Linked DNA regions of Zea mays: region 2 is linked to region 1. The links are chromatin contacts, called in public Hi-C maps. All regions are on one chromosome and are shown on one strand. The core of a region is the stretch at or near the end of the contact, and the rest is flanking DNA. Distances in the headings are between cores, read along the strand shown.

The links. A called contact is a pair of places that touch in the nucleus more often than the background predicts.
Region 2: a Hi-C map of leaf shows a contact between it and region 1, with 7 times the contacts expected there. The contact joins the promoter of LOC100216821 here to the promoter of LOC103649017 in region 1. A contact is called at or near these places in 7 of 25 Hi-C or Micro-C datasets (bundle sheath, ear, endosperm and 2 more) and 1 of 3 datasets of contacts at active chromatin or transcription factors (leaf).

The regions. Positions count from the first base shown.
Region 1 is chr2:159,004,276-159,006,972 of Zm-B73-REFERENCE-NAM-5.0, forward strand. LOC103649017 (cytochrome b-c1 complex subunit 7) reads right to left here and starts at 1,335. Exons shown (of 4, transcript XM_008673370.4): 1 at 1,073-1,335; 2 at 783-940. The coding sequence starts at 1,169.
Region 2 is chr2:159,161,653-159,164,349 of Zm-B73-REFERENCE-NAM-5.0, forward strand. LOC100216821 reads left to right here and starts at 1,304. Exons shown (of 11, transcript NM_001143217.1): 1 at 1,304-1,569; 2 at 1,678-1,706. The coding sequence starts at 1,515.

The DNA of each region.
Region 1 (2,697 bases), core at 85-2,584:
AAAGAGGACAGATCGGAGAAGTGGAAGTAGGAACAGAGAAAAGGAATGAGAGGAGTTCTGTTGATAATTCTCATTATGCATACCCTCCTCTTCTACAAGACAGAGTATATGTATCTCCATACAAGCCAGCTGTGAAGCCCAGCTCCCATCCACGCACGCAGGCGCCACACCACCACTACTTACATCCGGTCCGGTCCACATACACGGGCGTTCGGACGGTGCACTTGGATAGGATGCTTTCGGGCCACACTCATGCCACTACCAGGATCAGCGACCAGCACTTTCTGAGACTTAGCTAGAAAACATCCACCACACTACTATACTAGTACTACATGAGGTGGTTCCAAACATACCAGCTTATGCCTCAATTTATAAAAATTGGATTCACAGTTTCTTAAAAACCAAGAAGCTAGCCCCTCCTAGCTAAAAATAAAAACTTTATTTTCCGAAAACACATGAGAACTACGTATCATTATATTAAGAAGAAAAGATAAGATAAAAAGGAGAAAACCTCTTACAATTCCGCACGAACCCACACACACTAGAAGATAGGTAAAAATAAAAACTGGTTTCTTAAAACCTGAGTTTCTTCCAAACAGAACCTCAATATAATCATTCAATATTTGCTCATCAAATTATACTCATCCACCTAAACTCAATATGGCAACCGAACCGAACCACCACATGAATGGAATTGTCTAAAACTAAATTCGGTTTCTTCCCCAATTCGTATATAATAACAAATACAAATTACAGAGGGAGGAACAAGCATGAATCCTGACCTGGACGTCGTCGGGTAGGTACTGGTGCTTCATGGAGAGGTCCATGGCCCGCTTGAGGCGCTGGTTACGGGCGTCCACCACCTCCCGCGGCAGCCGCGCCAGCGCCTCCTTGATGTCTAGGTCGTGGTACGGGTCGTAGAGGTCGTCATACCTGAGCCCTGCGCCGACGACAGCAAGGAAACCGATCAGGACCGCCGGCGAACCTCGCTAGCAGGCAGCCGCTGCCGGCTGATTCGATCGTCACCAAATCCTAGGCACAGTGCGGGCGCGCGGAAGAGGAGGGAACGGACCGTATTTGCGGAGGCGGGAGGCGACGGCGTTCCGGTGGAGACGCGCGAGCGGATTCCTCCGCGGGTTCACGAACCACGCCGACAGCTTGGAGAGCATCTCCTCGAGCTTCTAGGAGGTTCGCAGCCTTGTGATGTTCGGCGGGCTTCCTGTCTGTTTGAGTGTTTGGTGCTTGTGCTTGGTTTAGGTAGTTTTGAGTAGAGCAGGTAGGGCCGTAGTAGAGATTTTTTGGGGACGGAGAAGCATCGGGAGGATGGGCATAAGTGGGCCAGGACCAGGCCGACGGCCGGCCCATTTTAGCAAGCACAGAACAGTGTGCCTCGTGCTCGGAACTCCGTTTCATACGGATTATATAGGTGTACATTTGTGCTGTGCCTAATACGCCGGCCCAAAGCACACAATTTCTGGCACGGCATAGATCTGGCACGATCCAACCTAATTGTGGGTCTGGGTCGGCACGGCCCAATATGTGGGTCGTGCGTGGGCCTCAAGTCAAGCCCATAGGCTGGTCTGGCACGACCCATTTAACTAAGGCTCATCGAGGCCCAATAAATATAGACTTAGTATTTAACTAAGGCCCGTCAAAACCTACATTACCAGCATAATTTGGAGAGTCTAGAGCTTCAATAGACCTTCGAAAACCAATACCTAGATGGGTATAGTAAATAGTGATGATGGTCATTATATATGTATTCTGTATGGTTGTATAGTACTCAATTAAACACTGAACAGAGAACTGAATATTATTTCTAAGCTAATTGTAATATTTTTTTTCTTTTCGACCAAAGGGTAATGTGCATCCACAAAACATCTTAGTTTTATTTTGGTCATATATATTTTATACTTTTTGTCTTTGTATTACTGTTGTATGTATATGGGTCGGTCTGGCATATTAAGGCATTTTGGGCTATTTGGGTCTGTCGGAGAGGAAATTCTCCGGCCGGGTGGCGGAACGCACCCGCCCTAAATCCTAAGATAAGGAGGGGCCTAAGCGTTTTGCCTGTCTACTAAGCGATGAACGAACACAAGAACACACAAGGGTTTAGAGTGGTTCGGGCCGCCGGAGCGTAATACCCTACTCTATTGTGTGATGTATTGAGCTTGTGAGCTTGTATGAACTTGTGAGTCTGAGAGTCTAAGTGTGTCTGAGTGAGCTTCATTGTATTGTTGCGTGCCTCCCCTTTAATAGCTCAAGGGGCACGTACATGAGTGATGAGCCCCGACATGCGGGCCCAGGAACATAACAGACGTAATGCTTGGAGCAACTAATCCTAGTCGCCAGTGCAATCTCCTTGCGCTCTAATATCCGCGGTCTGCGTAGCATTGGCGTGCAGCGGAAGCTTCCCTGGCAACGTACGAGTGATGATGAGCACAGTGGAGTGGACAGGGCACATTAAATGCTGAGGCGGCACATCGCCTGCCAGCGGAGTGGACAGGGCTCATTAAATGCTGAGGCGACACATCACATGCTAGTTTGACAGGCGGTGTGCCTCATCCGCAATAAATGCGGAGGACGCGCGGCCCAGAGACCTTACTTCAGGCTGCGCCCGTTGGCTTACGTCACGTGCAGCTGGCCACGTGGCAGCATCGGGTCTCCGCCTGAGCGGGGAGCAGAGGCATATGCGAT
Region 2 (2,697 bases), core at 54-2,553, 160 kb after region 1:
TCGCAATCGACGGAATCCGAAGTCCCCGAGGTCCTAACCTCCGCGGAGAAGACGAATACCACGAGCCCTGAAATTCTGAATTACTAAGAGAAGATCCTAGGCGTCTGAACGCAGAAATTCTAGCCTGATCCGGATGCCCAACACCGCAAGAGATCTCCTTTTTGTTGAGAATCGGGACCGCATTAGCACCAGAGAGAGGGAGCTTAACAATATCTGCGTAATATATACTCTTCTTGCCCCGAATAGTCAACCAGGAAGCATTCTCTTCACCAATAAATTTCTTGTACTCATGAATCCAATTAGGGCCACCATGATTCCAAAGATTGAAAAAGGCTCTGAATTCCACACGATCAATACACTTTGAATTGTAGATATGAAAATCCACAGCCTTAGAGGAAAACGAAAAACAGAAAACCCGATCAGAAAGCTGATGAACCTCAAAGCCTGTCGTAAATCCTCCCAGGGCAGCTTGGAGAAGGTAGCCAACAAAATCTGAGTTCAGCTTGAAAATGCATCTACCAAATGAAATCACCAACCAGAAAGTCGAGGGAAGGCTCGGACGAGCTGGATAAACCGAAGAGGCCAGACAGAGCCTGAGAGAATCCTCGAAGACGATCCCCGGCCGAAAATCCAATTTTGCTAGGTCCATTTAGGTGGAATTGAGAAGACCAGAGGGCAGGGAAGCAGGAGGAAGGAGATCACCTGAACCTAGAAACCGCCGAGGGGAAAAGGGGAGGAAGTCACCGCCACCACCACCAAACAGCTCCACCGACGACAAGCCACAACCAGATCACTGGTCGGGATCCGCCGTCGCGACGCCTCCACGAGGCAACGACACCTCAACGCTCATGGTTCCGTCCAACCTGTTGTGCTAATTTAGTTGTGCACATATGTAAAACGAGCTTGGGTCGACACGGTCCTGTTTCTAGGTCAGGCTAGCTATACAAACCCGACACGTTTAGGCTCACACCGTGCTAGTGATCTAAAGTCCCCGAGTCATTAAGGCCTGATCCGATTTGATAGACATGTCTATCGGCCTATGTCCTAAACGGGCCAAGTTTCACCAGCCTGAACCGGACGGCTCGTTTGGTCATATCTAGTGACCGGTTGATCTCTCGAGTTGGAGTAGAACTCCGCGCTGCTATAAATGTCAACGTAAATAAATAAACAACATAAATACCTGGTGGAATAACCTCTCTCAAAATAAAACCCGATAGAGATACAGAAGAAAAGAGAGAAAAAAACTAAGCTCGCCTGATCCTTTTTAAGAGACGGGACCCCTCACCACTCTGTAGGTCCCGAAGGCCCGAACCTTAGGATCGCCGGCGAACCACCGGAGCTGAGCCCCACAAACATCACTGTACCACACGGTTTGGTGGTGTGGCGACTGGCGACGAAGCGCACAAGAACAAAACAAGAGGGCGAGAAACATAGGGAGAAAGGAGGAGAGGAACGGAGAGCTGGAAAAGGCAGGAAAGACCCGGCTTTTGACCCCAAGTACCCTGTTGAGGGCAATGGCGGCCACCTCCGAGGAGGCAATCAAGCAGTTCTCGGCGCTCATGGAGCAGCGTGAGTCTTCTTCTCTTGTGCTCCTCCTCTTCTTTGCAAAGAACCAGGAAAAGATTCGCCTTTTTTCTTCTTCTTGGCCACTGAACTGCAGCAATTTCTTTCTTGCAGTAGAGGAGCCGCTAAAGAGCACATTCCAGGTGTCGATCTGCTCCGCTCGCTGTTCGGCTGTTCCTGTTGGATATCTGCCGTTTTGTGATTGATTTGGTTCTGGTTGTTTTCTGAACGAATACCCCGGCAGATTTTGCGCATGTTTTTCAAAGTCGAGTTTTGCTTTAGTTCTCGCATTTTTTGTGGACTTGGGGTGCTGCTGAGCGCTTCAACATAAAAAAATCTGAAGAACTGCGAGTTAGTCTGTTGCCCTGTTAGCTGCGTAGGGCTTAGATCTTTGGTTTTCATTATGTCCAGAGCTCAATTTCGCTGACCTTTTACTGCCGATCTCGTTGGAATTTCCATCGAATTGAAAATTGAGCATGCTTTAATTTCTTTCGTTTCCTGCCCCCGCTACTTATTTCTGTTATTTGGTCTGGCGTACATCAAATTTGGATCTTAGACTTCTTGTTTTGATTCTTTTCATGAGAGAAGCTCATTTTACGGCTTGTGCTCGAGTATACTTTTTGTCTGTGCTCATTATTTCGAATTTTCGGCAGAGGTAGAATTTTGGCCTTTTCCCTCGACTTTCTTGTGTTGTGGATTGAAGTGATTTTGAGCTCTCAACTTGGTTCTGTAAAGAACGTCTTTTTGTTGCCGTAAAGCTTAATAAACTTGTTCTGTGTCTGAGTGTTTTTGGAATAATCAATTTGGTGCTTTTAGAAACACCTTTATGATTTCGAAAATGAACTTTTCCTTTTTTGTTTGGGTTGCATACTGAGATATTTGTTTCGATATGTCACGAGGTATATAGATGAAAGTAGTACTCTGGTTGGGTCCTCACTGCAACTGCAATTTTGGTACAAGTTGTGGTGTCGATGTCATGTGCTGTTCCCAGTTCACCATTTGGAGCCCAAATACTCCTCCTCATGTTTGACTCGCAACTAATTCTGGTCTTGGCTGCCGGCTAGGAGGCCGTCTAGACTTCCTACTTTCTAAGCATGTGTTGGAATACTAGAAATATTTTAGGGTCAGACACTC